Linked DNA regions of Mus musculus: regions 1, 2, 3, 4 and 6 are each linked to region 5. The links are chromatin contacts, called in public promoter capture Hi-C maps. All regions are on one chromosome and are shown on one strand. Each heading gives the region's core, a stretch centred on a gene start, on an enhancer-like site or on the middle of the called end of the contact. The rest is flanking DNA. Distances are from core to core; before and after follow the strand shown. Region 1 holds the start of Nr1h5 (nuclear receptor subfamily 1, group H, member 5). Region 2 holds the start of Sike1 (suppressor of IKBKE 1). Region 3 holds the start of Man1a2 (mannosidase, alpha, class 1A, member 2). Region 4 holds the start of Vtcn1 (V-set domain containing T cell activation inhibitor 1). Region 5 holds the start of Mab21l3 (mab-21-like 3). Region 6 holds the start of Csde1 (cold shock domain containing E1, RNA binding).

What was found. Promoter capture Hi-C pulls out the DNA fragments that hold promoters and counts their contacts.
Region 1: a contact with region 5 is called in a promoter capture Hi-C map of liver, with 3 times the contacts expected there. The contact joins the promoter of Nr1h5 here to the promoter of Mab21l3 in region 5. A contact is called at or near these places in 5 of 39 promoter capture datasets (embryonic stem cells, hippocampal neurons, liver and 1 more).
Region 2: a promoter capture Hi-C map of hippocampal neurons shows a contact between it and region 5, with 4 times the contacts expected there. The contact joins the promoter of Sike1 here to the promoter of Mab21l3 in region 5.
Region 3: a contact with region 5 is called in a promoter capture Hi-C map of liver, with 4 times the contacts expected there. The contact joins the promoter of Man1a2 here to the promoter of Mab21l3 in region 5. A contact is called at or near these places in 3 of 39 promoter capture datasets (hippocampal neurons and liver).
Region 4: a contact with region 5 is called in a promoter capture Hi-C map of pre-B cells, with 5 times the contacts expected there. The contact joins the promoter of Vtcn1 here to the promoter of Mab21l3 in region 5. A contact is called at or near these places in 3 of 39 promoter capture datasets (hippocampal neurons, liver and pre-B cells).
Region 6: a contact with region 5 is called in a promoter capture Hi-C map of hippocampal neurons, with 5 times the contacts expected there. The contact joins the promoter of Csde1 here to the promoter of Mab21l3 in region 5.

Annotation. Positions count from the first base shown.
Region 1 is chr3:102,962,581-102,965,600 of GRCm38.p6, reverse strand. Nr1h5 (nuclear receptor subfamily 1, group H, member 5) reads left to right here and starts at 1,468. Exons shown (of 11, transcript NM_198658.2): 1 at 1,468-1,513.
Region 2 is chr3:102,994,313-102,997,066 of GRCm38.p6, reverse strand. It overlaps Sike1 (suppressor of IKBKE 1), which reads right to left and starts at 1,327. Exons shown (of 5, transcript NM_025679.3): 1 at 1,100-1,327; 2 at 806-911. The coding sequence starts at 1,258.
Region 3 is chr3:100,683,967-100,686,880 of GRCm38.p6, reverse strand. Man1a2 (mannosidase, alpha, class 1A, member 2) reads left to right here and starts at 1,408. Exons shown (of 13, transcript NM_010763.2): 1 at 1,408-2,320. The coding sequence starts at 2,019.
Region 4 is chr3:100,823,796-100,826,740 of GRCm38.p6, reverse strand. Vtcn1 (V-set domain containing T cell activation inhibitor 1) reads right to left here and starts at 1,282. Exons shown (of 6, transcript NM_178594.3): 1 at 1,151-1,282. The coding sequence starts at 1,182. It overlaps Gm32720 (a long non-coding RNA gene), which reads left to right and starts at 173. Exons shown (of 3, transcript XR_375902.2): 1 at 173-502; 2 at 1,735-1,923.
Region 5 is chr3:101,834,460-101,837,591 of GRCm38.p6, reverse strand. Mab21l3 (mab-21-like 3) reads left to right here and starts at 1,369. Exons shown (of 7, transcript NM_172295.4): 1 at 1,369-1,671; 2 at 2,328-2,598. The coding sequence starts at 2,350. Gm33381 (a long non-coding RNA gene) reads right to left here. Exons shown (of 3, transcript XR_003954538.1): 3 at 2,173-2,789.
Region 6 is chr3:103,019,196-103,022,149 of GRCm38.p6, reverse strand. Csde1 (cold shock domain containing E1, RNA binding) reads right to left here and starts at 1,604. Exons shown (of 19, transcript NM_001161854.2): 1 at 1,481-1,604.

The sequences.
Region 1 (3,020 bases), core at 219-2,718, 1.1 Mb before region 5:
AGACAGGTGGTCAGATCTCTGGGAGTTCAAAGTCAGCCTGGTCTACAGAGTAAGTTCCAGGACAGCCAGGGCTAAATGGTGAAACCCTGTCTCAGAAAACAAACAAACAAACAAACAAAAATAAACACAAAAAAGACAAAACAGAAAAACAAACAAGTTGGTCCAGCAGGGAACAGTGTTGCAAGCCTATAATTCCAGAGATTGGGAGATGGAAGCAGAGGGATCAGAGGTCAAGGTTGTCCTGAGTAATATTGCAAGTTTGTGGTCAGCCTGGGCTGTATGACGCTTGGACTCAATTTAAAACAAAAACAAAGATGAAAGCAACACAGTTTAATGTGCCATGACTTGGAGATTTCATCAGGAATTCTTCCTTGTGGAAACAAGGAACTAGAATTCATCATGAGTGTAACAACTGCAAACTCAGACAAAGCAGATGAGGCCTTCCGTCAGAGAAGATGTGACCAACAAAATCAGAGTTTAACAGTGAAACTGTGTAACCATGCCTCCCAACAGTGCCTTAAAGCAGCAATTCTCAACCTGATTCTCAGCGATTCGACATCCTTCAGGGGTCCAATGACCCTTTCTTAGTTGCCTAAGACCATCAGAAAACAGGGATATTTATGTTATGGTTCATAACAGTAGCAAAATTACAGTTATAAAGTAGCAACAGAAATTATGTTATGGTTGGGGGTCACCACAACCATATGGGGATGAGTCATGAGATTAGTGTCCAACACACTTGGTTTATATAAGTGGCATCTTACAAAACAATAGTAAAGCTATTTGCTTGGACTTTCATGGAATCTCATCTCTTACTAATTAGCTATGAGAGCCTAAGCAAGCACTAGAGTCTGGTGTTTATTTATTTATATTACATTTTTTTTTTATGGAAGAGGAAGGAAACACAGGGTAATATATACACTGATCAGTGTACTAATTTATAAACCATTATCCATACATTTAATTGGTGAGGCAACTTCTTTTTCTGTAGGAAAAAAGAAGATACAGTACAAACAAATTGAACTGTCCCAGCACCTATGTTAATGGGTTTTTCAATCAATGTGGACCCCTGTTCTTTCTGTACAGCTCTCCCTACTTCTGCATACATTACTTACTGGTTTGCAGAGACCCAATGTTTTATAGCTAAAGTGGAAGAATATAAAATTCAGAACACAAAGCATTTGTTAAGTAAACAGTAAGAAGCTCTGGAGAGTGGGACCTGCAGGTCCCAAAGGCCTCAGTCCCTGATGGACCGGTTATATTTTGATTTATGTCAGCCTGTAATTGCCCTGTTTTAACCCAAGAGAGGACTGTGTGGGAAGTTTGTCTGTGAGATAGAGCTGAGGCACTGCTCTGCAGAGTGTCTGGAGCCTAAGTGGATGCAACGTCCCCTGTCCAGCCTCTGATAAGCAGGGAAGTGCCTGCTCTGCCCAGCTGGGAAGTCAACGGACTTGCTACATTTCTCTTCTCATTCCATGAGGAGGAGGGCAGACTGCAGGAACACTACCCAATTGTGAGTATTTGTTTTCTCTAAAATAAGACAATTTAAAAATCTTCTGCTGTCTGAATTAAATACGAGTGTTAATTTCATTGTTGCTTTGGGTGTATACTAAACTGTACAGTGTTGTTAAAAAGACATTTTTGAGGGCTTTAACCTCTACCACCACAAGTTCTTATTTTGCAAAAATGAGTGAGCTGATTGTTATTTAGAGGTAAACCCTGAAAACCACTTTCCTTAAAAATAAGAAATTGTGTGGACTGCAGAAGATTATAAAGTAATTTCATTCTTGCCGATAGAAGCTCAGAGGGATTTTGGAGTGTTAGTTGAACTCAGTTGACAATTGACCTGTTAATGTGATCCATCCAGGGATGATGCTCACTGTCTCACTTGCTGAGTGAAACCTGTTTTTAAATCATGAGCTCACTGATAATGTGCTTTGTCCTGAGAGGCAAGAGTATAAGTAGATCCAACACACCATGAAACTTATGCTGTATCTGACACGTCTGTTGAAACTGTTATGATGATATAAAGACTAGACTAGAGAAATACATACAAATTGTGTTCCTGAAATATAGAATGTATTAATTTTATAGTTTCAGTATTTTTAATATTAGCATGTTTCCTCTTTTGCTATCATTATTCATCCATAAAATTTATTTGAGAGAAAACGAATCAAATCCCTTTATTTTTCAAAACTACATGCACAACCTTATGGCCCTTTTTGCATGAAATATCTAGACTAGATGAATCTGTTGAAAAGGGAGGAGACACGATGACAGGTGTTTGGGAAAGGAGGTGAGGTGTGACCCCTGCTGGATTTGAGGGCTGAAGGCATCAGGGGCTCTGGAGTTGTGTGGTGATGACAGTTGTATTAGAAGTGAATATTTTGAATTCTATAGTTAAGGTTGAGTTTCATGAGTTAATTATATGTCAATAAGGGCTAGCGAGATTGCTCAGCGGTTAAGAGCACTGACTCCTCTTCCAAAGGTCCTGAGTTCAAATCCCAGAAACCACATGGTAGCTCACAACCACCCATAATGAGATCTGACACCCTTTTCTGGTGTGTCTGAAGTCAGCGACAGTGTACTTATATATATAATAAATAAATCTTAAAAATTTATATGTCAATAAATTACTATCAAAACTATAGGTTAATAGTCCACGTTGGCAAGAGTCTTCTATATTCTAAAGTAAACTCTCATAGAGGAGTTAATAAACCTTATTTTCTGTTGTTCAAAGACATTCTCCTGATTTTCTCTGACTAGGGTAAATTTTGACTGGGAACCTTGGCTCAAAGGTGCATCAGCATGAAAAGTCTTATTTTTTTATTTTTATTTTATTTTATTTTTTTTTTTTTACAATTTTTGCATCAGAGAATAACTTTGCCATGTAAGCCATTTTTTGTAATGATATGGTTTTTTTTAAGAGGTACTATGGAAATGAAAACATTTTTCTTCTGAAGCAATCGACTCCATTTATTCAGAATTCAGGTGATACACGCTATAAGAGTAGATCTCAA
Region 2 (2,754 bases), core at 78-2,577, 1.2 Mb before region 5:
AGTCTTGTGCAAATAAAATGGGACGTGTAATCACGAGGCACGGATTTGAATTCAGTTTTCTAATTGACTTCTCAGAAGCAAAAATGAGCTCATTAAAATTAAAAAAAAAAAACTACATTTTGTTGATTTGTGTGAACCACGGCACATGTCGGGTCAGAGAAGAACCCCCAGGAGTCAGTTCTCTCCTTAAACCACGTAGGCCCTTGGAATGGCCTCAGATCCTCCAGCTTGGCAGTTCAGGCCTTCTGGCTGGTTCCAACTGGTGTCTGTGAACCTGTTTCTTAGCTGCATTGTGTAAATACTTGGTCAGGGGCATAGAGTGGAATGGCAGATGTAAAAGGGCTCCATCAGACAACTACCATCCTGCTGTCATCAACAACCCTAAGACTATGTATTTGGGGGACGAAGTTCTAGCCTTCCATCTTGCACAGGAACATTAAAGAAACGTCGATCTTAACTTTAGTGTTCACTCTAATATCGAAATGTTACATTTGGAGACTATGAACTTTAGTTATAGAAGCCTCCATTTGGTATGTGGTCACTCCCCAGCCATCTAACAATTCAACTCTGCTAAACTACTGAATACATCTTTCAAGGTCATCAACCAGGAAGACTTTTAAAAGAGCAATCTAACAGATTTTACTGTTACCAGTTGACCCTTGAAGCACTGATCTAAATATATGTATGCGATGTGCACGCTTGTGAACTGTTCAGGCACTTGTGTAAGAATGTCCAAAGTAGTATTACCAGAAAAAAAAAATCCTAGACACACACACACACACACACACACACACGCCTGACTAACCTCTGTTTTCCTGCTGTAAGTCTCTAATCTGGGTATTCTCTTGAGACAGCAGAATGTGAGGTTTATATTTAGACATGTCCTTCACGTCGGATGCATCCTCTTGATACTGGACAGAAAGACAGACTAAGGCACTGTAAACATGGGCAGGTGCTGCGGAGGAGGCAGCAGTCCCACCCACGACACAGGAAGCTCACACATCCGCCCTGCCCTCCAGACCAAGATAAATCAGGCCGCGCGACCCCACCCACCCGCCCGCAGCGTCCACCCCTGGGCGCGGCTCGGCCCCCGGCCGACCTGCTCGGGTAACACGGCGCCCGCCTCCCGCATCGCCGCCACCCGCCGGTGCAGCGCAGCCGACTGGTCCACCAGCGACTCGGCCGCCGCATCGTGCTCGCGCAGCCGCTCCAGCAGCGTCTTGGCGTCCGTCAAGATCTTCTCGATCGTGCAGCTCATAGTGGCCGAGGAGGCGCGCCGGGCCCGCTAGCCTAGGCGCTTCGCTCAGACCTTACCCGGCCCTGGCTCAGCGCGAATCGCGTCACTTCCGGGTGCACTTTAAAGGCGTGGTGGCATCTCGGTCGGCGCCTGCGCAGAGGTGGACTCTTGGTTACCCTCAGGCTTCGCCACAGCCTTAGCCTTTCTAGGGTGGAGCAGCAGAGGTCGGATTGGTGCCACATCCTGGTTTTTCACGAAGTTATTTCTGTTCCGGTCTTAGTTCAACTTTTCTTCTGGTTTTGATTGATGTAGTTTGTTATTTAGTAATGGGATTGTAACAAACTGATGAAACAGATACTCACCCCCAATAAGTGGTAAAATACACCGGAACCTCTCCTTTCCTCCCTCCCTCCTTCCATTTCTTCTCTTCTTTCTCCTCACCTCCCCCTTTTCCTTTTTTCCTTCCCTCCCTTCTTCCTTTAAACGGTGAGCAGTGTCTGGGAATGACATCTGAGGTTGTCCTTTGACTTCCACAACTGCACTTGTGTATGCAATCAGTTAGATGCACACGCGTGTGCACATACACAAAGGAAAATCTTTCCTTAGTGCAATGTTGGAAGCCTTTTGATTTGGGAGCTATTCTGCTATTCTACAGCACTATGGCTGACTGTGTTTAACGAGTACGGTGGCTGACAGGGAATTCTTTCCTAAAATATTTTTGTCCAAAAGAGTCTAGGACAGTAGAATAGTAGTAATGCTGTGTTTTAAAGAATCATTTTCCCTGTCCTACAGTCTCTTTTATCTTGAGTTCAGATGTAAAGTTTAGAAACACGTGATGTTTGGTGTACTTTTGTGATTTGGGGAAATGCCTATTGTAAAAATTTTACACTTACAAAACTGTGTTAAGAGGTTGCCTCTGGGAAGATGAAATAATTTTCATTCGGAAGGAAAACAACTTTGGGAAAACAGAATAATAGCCTCGAATAAGTTTACAACAAAGACCAGGATATATTTGCAAACGTTTTGTGAGGAGCGTTTCCCAGGACTCTTAGAAATACTTGAGGAGTACACAACCCCCTTGAAGTCACACAGGATGAGGGCTCAGATTATGTGAGCTGGACATTAAGGGGTAAAGATCCCCTCAGTTCTGGAGAAATTGGGGGACACTTGAAGGTTGTACTGGTAGCCCAAATAAACTTACCTAAGGCATGTGGGCATAGGTTAGGACATTAGGAAGGGCTGAAGTGGGGACAAGTTTTCGGTTGCCAGCAGTATAAGTCTCAGGTGAGAAGGGAGGGGCCTCTCCTGATGCTCCCAGCCACCGTGCATGAGAATACCCAACTGTGAACAGGCTAGTTTATTTGTTTCTAACATTTCACTTAGTTTCCCCCCCTTGTCTCCCTGGTATTCTTTAACTCTTAATTCCTTACATTTATATATTGGATTGTAGCTGTTGGGCCCTTGGTCTTGTCTCAAGGACTTGGTGCATGTGCAAGTGTGCAGAGAAACACAGAGAG
Region 3 (2,914 bases), core at 159-2,658, 1.2 Mb after region 5:
TGTAAACCAATGACTTCTTTTGTCCTGTGGTAGGAAGGTAGGGTTTGCAGAGCTTCTAGAAATGCCTAGTGGAATGTAGTTCTGAATCCTGCCAAGGGACATGAAGTTTTCCTTGATTTCTAAGGCTGACTTCCCACCCCTGCCATTTATGGGCCTCCTCTCCAATTGCCAGCTACCAGTTAGGATGTGTGCAAGGAACAGAAGGTAAATTTAAGAAAAAAAAAAAAAGCTAAATGCAAACTAGATGCAAGAATACATATGCATTGCTAAGAAGCCTATATTATACTTTATCACAACCTGGTTCTTCTCAATATTACAGATAACAGAATTGACTCAGATTGTTTCAAGCCTCAACTTCAACAATATTGTCCTTTTGGGTTTTAACACCTGCTCATTCATTCATCTTTGTTATCTTTGCGGGGGGAATGGTAGTGGTGGTGGTGAAGATGACTATAGAGTGTATATATAGTCTTGGGACTGAACCACCAGGAATCTCCTGTCTGACCTAGGTCGTCCGATTCCTCAGAAAGGAACCCAGTAGAAAGCGCAGGGCTGCCATTTTAACACGAATCCGGCACGTGGCCGGTGCCACCTCCTTCTTCAACCAGCCTCGCGTGCCCAAGAACGCGTGGAAGTTTGAGACCTTGATGTTGAACCCCGGCCCCGAGTCACTGATAACTGAGGGAGGCATCAGCCTTGGCCCCCGTAACCCGTCAGTCCCAGGAACCCCACATTCCAGCGCCACTTTCGCGATCCAAGCGCCTGGTCCTCCTCGTCCGGCCGCCGGGGCTTCCGGGGGCTCCGGGCTCTCGGCAGCGGCCAGGCCCGAGCGGCCCGGCGGGCGGGGGAGGGGCGCGGCGGCCGGGAGCGTGCGCGCGCACCTCACACTCCGCCGCCCGGGGACGCCCACTCGCGAGTCGGGGCGGCTAGCCGGGCCCGCGCCCCCCACGGCCGAGCCGCTCGGCCCAACCGGTGTCGGCCGCGCAGCCGCTCTGTTCTCCTCCGGCCTCCACAGGCCAGGGACCAGCCCAGGGCCGCGGACCCGCGCCGCAGTCAGCGCGAGCGTGCGAGCCACCCGAGGCCGGGCCCTGCCGGAGCCGCCCTGCGGCCGCGGGAGGCGCGGCTGCTCGCTCGCGCGCGACCGGCCGCCCTCCCTCCCGCCCGCCTCTCCCAGGCGGTGCGAGGAATGAGCCGGCGCCGGCCCCGGGCTGTCGGTCTGAGGGCCGCGGCCCGGCTACCTCGCACGCCGCCACCGAGGCGCAGGGGCTCGGCCGCCGCGGCTGGGCTCGGCCGAGAAGCGGGCGGCGGGGCTAGCTGAGGAGGAGGAGGAGGAGGAGGAGGAGGAGGAAGAGAAGAAGGAGGAGGAGCCGGGTGGGGGCGGCCGCTCGGCTGAGGAGGAAGTTCCGCTCCTGACAGAGCGCGCGGCGGCGCGGGCGCTGTAGTGTTCGGGACGCCGTCGCCCTCGCGGCCTCGGCTGAGGGTCGTCGCTGCTACGCCCGGCGCCGCTGCTTGGAAGCCGCGGAGGCTGCGGAGCGGTGGAGCGGAGGAGGCTCCGGAGGGGACCGAGTGGAACCGACCTACTGCAACTCGTCGTCTTCGCCGGGCGCCTCCCGGGGCGGGCAGCCGCCTCTGAGCATCGCGCCGGGGCGCGGGCATGGCAGAACCCACCTTGCAGCTTCTCTGCGGTGTGGCTCGCCCGATCCACTCTCGGGAATGAAGAGGAGACTCGCGATCATCCGGTGAGGCACCGAGAGCCAAATGGCGAGAAGATCTGACGGGACAGAAACCAACGATCGCTTGGGAGGTCACCCGGGCTTCTGGATGTAATCGGAGAGCGTGAAAGAGGTGGCCTCGTAAATAATAATAATAATAAAAAAGCACAACAATCCTTTGAGAGGAGGGAAATTGAGTTTATTCTTTTTTTTTTTTTGGCCGAGGTTTTGAGAAACGGTTCGATGTGTTGTACGTTTGATATAAGATGAGAACTTTATAAAGTATTCCGTCCAAGAGCCTAAACGATGACTACCCCAGCGCTGCTGCCCCTCTCTGGTCGTAGGATACCACCTTTGAACCTGGGGCCGCCCTCCTTCCCACATCACAGGGCTACCTTGAGACTCTCCGAGAAGTTTATCCTTCTCCTCATCCTTAGTGCCTTCATCACCCTGTGTTTTGGGGCATTCTTCTTCCTTCCAGACTCTTCAAAACACAAACGCTTTGATCTGGGCTTAGAAGATGTGTTAATTCCTCACGTAGATGCCGGCAAAGGAGCTAAAAACCCCGGCGTCTTCCTGATCCATGGACCCGACGAACACAGACACAGGTTCGTTTGTTACTTAAATTATGGTACTTCCTTTTGGGAGAGCAAGGTACAGTTCACTGCTTTCTTGTCTCTCCCCCCTCCCCCTCCTGCCCCTGTGAATGATCAGGGTGTTGAACGTTGTTGGTTCAGAGCTGCCTGGGTAGAACCATACATAGACTGGAAGGACTCCTAGGGTTCCTTGGTTTTTCCCGGCAGAACGAAGTGTTCAGTCAGACTCTTCTGCTGTGGACAGCAGGGAGCGGAGATACAGGGAGTCAGCATGCGCGTATTGAGAACGTGTTTCTGCCTTTCTGCCACCATGTGAAGTCACTGAATCTTGACAGCTTGCTAGACTTTGCTCAGCCACCAAGTCCCAATCTCTGGCTTGTGCTCTGATTTTTTTTTTTTTTTTTAAATGTTAAAAGGTGGGGTGTGTATATCCCTAACCATAATTTGGCCAGTTATTCTGAATTGAGCCCTTGGCAGGGTATAATCAAGATGAAATGAAATGGAAGCTCTGCTTCCAGCCTTTAAGTCATTTCTAGATCTTTACCTAAAAGGAGACTTTGGAGACAATTCGCTTTTTCCAAACACCTCTCTCCTCTCATAAGCTAA
Region 4 (2,945 bases), core at 33-2,532, 1.0 Mb after region 5:
CTGGACAAAGATGATTGACACCTGTTGCTCCTCAGGGCGTTGGCCCAGCACAGTGAGGGAGGGGTGCTGTCCAGAGCCCCTCTCTGCTGATCCTGCAGAGCCTCTGCCCCGCCTCTTGCTGAACATGAGTGAGGGAGGTGGAGTTCTCTTTTAAGGGAGGAATTTTCTAGGCTGTGTGGGAAGTGATGTTCTTTACAGACTTTTCATTGTTAATCACTCTCCTTTCTGCCACCTCACCCTCCTTTTCTTTTCTTAACTGGAAGAGGCACATGAAATTGGAAGACTGGGTCTTCAAACAACCCCTAGAACCAGCATGTGTGTCTTCCTAAAAACTGTTAATGAGTTAGGACTGACACTGAAATCATCATCTATTTCCTAGTGGGGGAGAAGGAGATTGGAGGATGGGCCAGGCCGCCACCACCACCACCACCACCATCACCATCAACAACAACAACTACAACAACAAAATCCTTTCATTTTCCATCTCTTTTCAATCAGAAAGGTAAATGATGTCCTAACGGGGAACCTGGAGTATAGCTGAGGAACAGTAGGCGGCAGGTGGGCATGCGTCTTTTTATTGTATTTTATTTTAATTTGTCTAGTGGGTTATGTAGCAATAACCATCAGGGTGTCCTTTCTGGGCTCTCCTGGGAAAATGAGGGACCCCCACCTTGCAGCCGAGATTGGGCTGGAGCTGGGTGTTAGTGTGAGACTGCAGAGACAGTATGCCCACAGGAAAGTGTTGAAACACGTCTGTCTGTCTGCCTGCCTGCTCACCACCAGCCCTGCTCTCCATCCAACCTCTGCAGCTCCATGAACTGGGTTTACTGTGCCTGAACATCTCAGCTGAGTCCTCAGTGTGGAACACACAGTTTTCAGTCCACAGCTGCCTTAGTAGGGATGAGTCTTTCATAAGAAAGAAATCACCTACCAGAACCTTCCCTGAGTCTGGGCAGTTGCTCAGGGCTGCTAAAGTTGCTTATTAACCTCTTCCTCTCCCAGTGCTGGACCGGATAAAGTGCAAGTGTGACCCTGTAGCACAGCCCACAGGTTCTTAGCACCTCCCAAAGACCCCACCCCTGTTCTCAATTTAGGGAGAGAGAGAGAGAGAGAGAGAGAGAGAGAGAGAGAGAGAGAGAGAGAGGATTACCTCCAAAAGATGATCTGCCCCAAGGAAGCCATGGAGAGGGAGTTCCTTCCCACAGTCCTGCTGTGTGTGGGGCCAGATTTTGGTGAGTGGAGCTGCCTGCCTGCTGCTGCCCTCCTGGGTGTTGTGACTCACATCGGGTTCCTTTGTGCTGTCTTTAAATAGTGCAGGCTGGGAGGGGTGCATGTAGCTGTGGACGGCTCAGGTATGAGGAAATAGCTCCGTGAAGCCAAGGCCCAGGGATGCCTTTCTAGGCCCTGACCTGTGAAAGGGTGAGGAGAAGTTTCCCAGTCTCTACCTCGGGGCTTGAATTCATACAGGTCGCTATCTTTCAATTGCACAAGGCCACAAGGAGGATCTAAACTCACTGTCTGAGGAATTCCAGGAAGCTGCAGGGTTGGTAGAAATGCTGATCCCTGCTGGTGTTGACCTCAGACCTTGGCTGGGTCACCCGTGATAGAGTTTCTCTCTCATGCATCTGATCCCTGCTGGTGCTGACCTGAGACAGCAGACTAGGTTGTGCCCCCCCCCCCCATGCCTCCCCTAGAATCATTCTCTACGTTCAATTTCTGCTGGTGTACTCACAGAGAGGCCATGAGCTGAAGCTACAAGAACCCTGGTGTGCCCTGGTGTTGAAGAACTCTGACAAAGCTAAGTGAGGAGATCTGATTTCCTTTCAGGGAGAGGGTGAGGGGACCTGTCCCTACTCCCATTTCTTAATGCTGCTTTGAGGTTCCAGAGATGTTGAGAATATATTGCACAGAAAATTATTCAAGGTGAGTGGATAGCATTCTGAATTTCATGGCAAGGCAGCTCTCTCTCTCTCTCTCTCTCTCTCTCTCTCTCTCTCTCTCCCTCCCTCCCTCCCTCCCTCCCTCCCTCCCTCCCTCCCTCCCTCCCTCCTGTCTTTGAAATGGGTCTCACACTGTAGCCCTGGCTGGCTGGCTTGAAACTTACTAGTTTCACAATTGTAGCCCAGGCTACCTCATACTTCTATCAATCCTCCTGCCTCAGCCCCTGAGCACTGGGATCACAACCTAGGATGCTTTGAAAAGAATAAAGCTTGCTTCCTGCGTACCTCTTCTACCCTTGGAAGGGGAATGAATGCCTTTGATGATTAGGTAACTTTCCCAGGCCTTCTATGGCCAACCCAGAATGGGTCAGGGACTTTGGGAACCAGCAGAGAGTGGAGCTGAGAAGGAGAGAAGACTGAGTGGCAAGAGGAGAAAACTTCAGAAGAGAGGACTGAGCTTGGCAGTCAAGCACAGGGAGGTTGATTTCCTGGGTGGTCTCAAGAACACTTTGCCTTTCTCTAAAGCAGGGGTTCTCAGCCTTCCTAATGCTATGACCTTTTAATACTGTTCCTTGTATTGTGCTGACCCCAACCACACAATTATTTTCATTGCTACTTCATAACTGTAATTTTGCTACTGTTATGAATCCCGATGTAAATACCTGATATGCAGGCTGTCTGATACATGGCCCCTCCTAGGGGTTATGATGGCAGGTTGAGAACCAGTGCTCTGAAGCGTCCCTTAGGGAGTTAGCAGGTTTAGAAGAGGCCCCCTGTGCTTGTCCTCTCCCTGAAATAAGCAAAGAGCAACACCCTGGAACCTATGCAGTGTCCATGAAGATGGGTCCTTCCAGGGTTCAGGAAGCTGAGGTCCCTAGAGGCCATAGTTTCCTTAGATCTATACATTCTGAGCAAGAGCACAAAGGTCCAACCACTCGATGAGCTCTGAAAGGAGCGGCTCCACCTCCAACACTCCTCCAGCCACCACATGTCATCGCTAAGGTC
Region 5 (3,132 bases), core at 120-2,619:
GGTCCTCCAAATCTATTACATTTATCTATCTATTATTTCTATGTATGTGTGGATGCACACACGAGGCAGTTCACTCTTTCCTTCTACCATATGGGTCCTGGGAGGTGGGGAGAAATCGAACCCAGGTCCTCCGGCTCGGTGGCAGATGCTTATCTCTGCTGAGCCATCTCACCTGCCTGGTCCTTACAGATTGAATTGGGCTAAAGCTGGTTTCCATTTTTCAAACTGGCATGTTATAAAAAAAATGAGGATTTCTATTTCCTGAGGACGGAGGAAAGCCTGAGTTAACTAGGTCCCTCTTGGTGGCCTGGCACAGTGCTTCAGGCACACCCTTACCCAACAGACATTCGCTGACCTGTTGTCCCATTAACTAGAGATCTGTGTCTGCCGGTAAAGCCTGTTTTCCTCAGCCTGTCTGATAGGAGCTGCCAGAGCCTTCATCTGTGCCATAGCCCTGTGCTGTGGAACCTTACCAGTGCACTAGGAACCAGGCCATGCTACTCTAAGCTGTGTTCACACAACACACCAATCTTCAGATGTGGCTCTCCTGGGAATACATCTACAGGCAGCTGCCCTGAGTTCACAGTGCCTTTCCTTCTCTGGGTTCCTCCTATAGTTCAATTATTCAGAATTCCCTCTCCATACCTGGCAAGTATCTTTCCATCTTGGAGCAAGAGAAGTTTCCAGATACAACACTTGAATCTGTAGTACTGAGTGACTGAGACGGGACGGTGTTAGAGCAAGAATAGTGAAGGTGTGGGCATTTAATTCCAGAAACCCGGGGCAACTTTATTGTTATTGGGAAAGACCCTGCCGTAGGACAGGGACTATGCAGTAGTGATTCCAGCAAAAGCAGAAGTTAGGGTGAAAATAAAAGTATGTGTGTGGGGAAGGGAGTGAGTGTGGGGGTGGGGAGACTTCAGCAGAGTTGAAAGCAACATGGAAAGAGAATTCCCAAAGGCAGATTAGGGGGTAGAGCTTCTTGTTTCACTAGTGAAAAGCTGATGTGGTAGATTCGGAATGATGACTATAGTAACAGCAGTCAAGGGACAGAGATTCCCTTACCATTTCAGAGCATGTGCCGTAAAGAGAAGGGGATTTCCAGGACACGGAAAAGCAGGTGGAAAGTCAAGGCAGTCAGCGTGGAGGGGGATTCTGGGGACCTTTGTGGATCCTCAGTTTTTCAGGACTGGTATAAGACCTGGGATTGGCAGATGAAGCCTGGAGAAGGCCGCCCCAGCGCCTGGAGGAGGGAGGTGGGTGGGGTCTGATGTGGCTCTCCTTGGAGCTGTCTGGGAGGATATGCAAATTTGGGGCCGCGGGAGAGAGTGGAAGGGCTGGATTGGCTGCGGTTGAGCATTGAGGAGGCTGGCTTGGAGAGCTGCCTGTTTGAAAGCCTTGCTCAGACATGAACTGGACTGCCAGCTCTGTTGTCTGTCAGTCTTTCGGATCAAAGACGGTGATACTCACGAGCTTTAGGGAGATAAGGCTGCTGGGATATTTTCCCTCCTGGAGTAAAACTAGGCCCAACCAGTCAGACTGGGAACTTATTGTCGGTTTTCTAGGATGAGTTTTACTGGTAAAACTAGATGTGTCCTAGACTCTTAAGGGGCCTGTTTATACTGAGTATATTTTGAATGCCAACGTCCAAGTGGGAAATCACATTCTAAGGTCAGCAGGTGAGAGGCAGGACTCTCTGCCCTACTTTTCTCTGCGTGTATCTACCTGTTTGTATCTCTCTCTCTCTCTCTCTCTCTCTCTCTCTCTCTCTCTCTCTCTGTGTGTGTGTGTGTGTGTGTGTGTGTGTGTGAGAGAGAGAGAGAGGGGGGGGGGCAAGCTTGCCTCTGTATACACAAGTGTCTCTGTGAGTTCATGTATGTGTCTGTATTAGTGTGTGAGCGTGTGAGCTTACCTCTATATACACAAGTGTCTCTGTGAATGCATGTGGTGTGTGTGTGTGTGCCTGTGTCTGTGTGTGACTATGCGAGCATGTAAGCTTGCCTCTCTATACACAAGTGTCCCTGTGAGCTCAGGCTTTTCTAAATGTCACTCCTGGCCCTCATCTGATTGGCAAGCCTTGTGCCGGGCATGATGAAAAACCAGGCGGCTTGTTTGCAATTTCTTATTTGTTTATGGTAAGGAAGTAAATCAATTGCAGAATTTTCAGGAGTGGAGGGCCAAGGGATATTTACTGTCAACAAGGTAAGGACGGGGAGATGTAAGGTACTGGGCACCAAGGTGCACCTGGTGCCAGGACAACAGGATAAAGAAAAAAAAAAAAAAAACAGGATAAGTTCCAACTCGTTTTCATCACGTCTCCTTTTTAGTCTTTCTACAGTTCCCTGAAAGATGGCAGATGAATTCTTCCATGCTGGAAAGGAAAACTGCAGTGAGCAGGCAAGAAGAAGTCAAGTCTCTGGTCCACGTTCACAATTCCAGAGAAGTTTTATCCAGAGAGTAACGTTGCTGGGAAAGCTACCCACCAGATTTGTCCTCCATCGGGAAAGAAAGCAGAAGGTTGCTGCTATACTGGGGGTTGACCAAGAAGCCATGAAGTCTCTTCCAGAGGGAGACTTAGACCATTGCCTGCTGAGCAAGGTGAGCCAGGGCTGGCCTCTCCTGGGCACACCCTCTAACTCTCCATCCCATGGCCATTGATCAGAAGGAATCCCCTGCTTCTGGAGGCCATAGATGCCTCGTTCTCAGGAACTCAGGGTGGCTACCCTCAGCACCCTGAGGAGGTCCATATGGCCAGTTAATTATCTGAGCCTCAGACTTCAGACTTCTTTCTGTAAAATGAGAATCTGAGTGGGATTACTGGGATATGAGTAGCCAGGCACAGGCACGGTGACAGACATGGGGATCAGAAACTGAGAGTATTTTGGTCTACATGAATCCTTGCCTCAAAAACAGCTACAAAACCAAAACACAACAACAACAACAAAAACCTACAAAAAAACCCAAAACCAACCAAACAAAAAGAACTTAAGACAATGTTTGTTTGTTTGTTTTAAAACTACAAAACTGATAGTTTTTAAATATTGTTTGGGGGCTAGAGAGATGGCTCAGCAGTTAAGAGTATTAACTGCTCTTCTAGAGGACCCAAGTTTGATTCTCAGCATTACATGGTGG
Region 6 (2,954 bases), core at 355-2,854, 1.2 Mb before region 5:
TCAAAAAAAGAAAAGGAAAGGAAAAGAAAGGGGGTGGGGAGGGCAGACTGAGCATTTTGGTAGCTTGAATTAATGCCCTATAATTTGGAACTTATTTTTTTAAAAAGTAGGTTAGAGCAAGCAAGCAGTCTAGACAGCCAGCCATTTCAAGGCTAACCTAGGTTGCACAGTTTAAGGCTATAACCAATAAACAAAAGAAAAACAAACTTGGCAGTTTTGTGAACTAGAAGTTCACATCAGCCTAACATAATGTCCAAACTCAACTACAATCTTTAAACATCCTTAGTTCCTTTCTGCCCGTCCTCCTCAACTGCTTAAACAGCACTATCTTTTTGCTCATTTTAGTTGCAGAACAAGGAAACTAAGTGGTTTAATAATGTTCAGAATGTTTTCTGCAGTGGAAAGTGTTAAGGAGTACTCCCTGCTCACCTGTGAGTCAGGTTGGAGACCAGCCACAAAGGTGTTTCTAAGGTTAACTCTTTAAAGCAAAAGAACCGGGGCACTAAGATTGGGTATGGTTGAAACGTTCGACGGTCAAATCTTCCAATTTAATTTGCTCTCCGACTGGGGCTCTCACACTAGATAGATACATGACAAAGCCAAGCCATTCATTGCACAATGTAGGCCAGCGCTTGCACCACGGAGGGAGGGCATCACGGAACTCTCCTAACGCATGCCATTTACCCCAGACAGAAAGGTGGGAGACACGTGCCTAGAACGGGGCCCGACTCCTTTTTCAAATGCCAAAGGACAGTTAGGTGTGGAGACCCAGCCACAAGAGAATGTGAGTAAAGGTGTCAATTCCGCCGCGCTAGGGTCAGATGTGGCTGAGGGAACAGAGGTGTCCCGCAGCACTTTCCCTAGATGGAACAGGGTCTCAACCCACACACAAAGAAGGCGCCACTGCCGCACTGCGCTCTGGTAGTCGTAGTAGTATCCCCAAAGCCAGTGACGGCCAAGACAGACAAGGTCCCGAAAAAAAGAACAGGCCCTTCTCCCCGGCCTCTTCCAGCTGCACACAAAGGACCGCGCCACCACCCCCTCACCCCTCCCGCCGGGACTTGTAGTTCCCTTTCCCCCGCCAAGCCGCAGAGGGGGAAGAGGACGGACTACAGCTCCCGGCAGCCTTCGCGCCCGAGCCCCGCACCCTCTGCCTCCATCTTGGCTGCGGTCGGAGTTTCCATTTTCGCTCCCTCCCCCCACTTCAGTCACCGACACCGACACCGACACCGCCGCTACCCGCACCCCCTGGCCTCACCTCCTCACTAAGGCTTCGCGGCCGGCCCTGAGGCCGAGACGGTTGAAGCCAGGGTGAAAAAGGGACGCCTGGAGTAGGAACTCACACTGAACTCTCCTCCATCCGGAATTCTAGGAGTGCCCACTCTGACACTCAGAGGTCCCTCCCGTTAACCTGAGTCTCCTCAGCTGTCTTTAACCTGGCTCGTTGCTACCCCCACTTTAACACTGAGGTCGTACTCACCCCAACAGCTCAGCGCCCCCTCTCCAGCGCCGCCATAAGCAGCACGGCCCGGTACGTAGGAATAAATCTCGCTTCTCTCGCGAGAGTTGCAGGCTCCGAGCGCGTGCACGGGAAGGTGGGGGGAGCGTGCTCTTAGTACGCTTGCGCGCGAGGGCTGAGTGACGCCAGCCGCTGACCTGCGTTTAGCCACACGCAAGCCGGTGACTCTTCTTCTCTACGTTCGCCCCTGGGTAGTGCCAGAAGCAATCTCTGCGTTTAGTGACTCTGCTGCGACGCTGGGGGCGGGGCGAAGGGTGAATTTAGGCGTTCACCCGGTGTTCGCGAGCCCGAAAGCTTTCAGCGACGAGGCTTGAGTAGGAAGGCCTTATGAAGTAGGAACAGTTCTGAGGGCAGATCCGGGAGTGTCGTGAATAAAAAGATTTCACTTTCCTCAGCCATAATCCAGGAGTCCAAATCGCAGTTTCTCTTTAGTCACGGGACAGGCTTTCTCCTGTCTCCTACATTAGAAGGGATTTCATTGCTTTAGAGAAAAGTTTTTAACAAAGTAATTTGTAAAGCTTTTGTCTTCCAGAAACTACATTGCTTGCGACAGACAAAAATAAGCGAGGCTGTATTATCAATAAAATCTAAAATTCCCCAAACCACTTTAACTGTCCGTTTCAGTTACCAGAAGATTTTTGTAGTGTGTCAGTCTGAATAAGTATTTAAAAGGCTGAAAGCAGGCTAAAAGCATAATTCACCTGACTGGAGTAGAGGAGTGGAATGGTTAGATCTAACCATTGCAAAGTTATTTAGGCTGCCCTGTCAATAATCTAGAAAACAATTACTTTACTTTTACTATCTTGTTGGTTTTTTATTTTTGTTTGTTTTTTGAGACAGGGTCTCACATGTAGCACATGCTGCCCTGGAACTCTGGGAAATCTGCCTGCTTCAGCCTAGTGGGATTAAAAGTGTGGACAACCATGCCCAACTTCAGTGGTCCTCTTAACCATTTTGGGTAAAGGGTAGCTCCCTGAGGACACTCCCATCTATTTCCTGCTTCTGTGGGAGAGGAGAACATTCTCATCCTGGTGTACTTTCCTTGCGGGGGAGAGACAGGGACTCACCCAGAACTTGCTGTGTAGATCTAGCTGGCCTAGAACTCATGAGATACCCCCCCCCCTTCTCCTGGCCTGGCATTAAAGGGGCGTGCCACCACAACCTGCCAAGTGTACTTCTTACCCATACTTTCAGTTGGTTATTCAGAGAAACTGCAGACCTCTGTAGACATAGGTAGGGCTTTCAGGGGAACAAATTACATGTAATAAAATAAAATAAGCAACAAATATGAATATTGTCCCCCCACTCTGTGTGTGTGTGTGTGTGTGTGTGTGTGTGTATTGGAGACCCCAGTATTGGAAAAGCCAGAGCCATGAGATACCTGCAAAGCTGAAAGGAGTTAAGATCTGAAGAGCCCTTTGACGTCAGACATGGA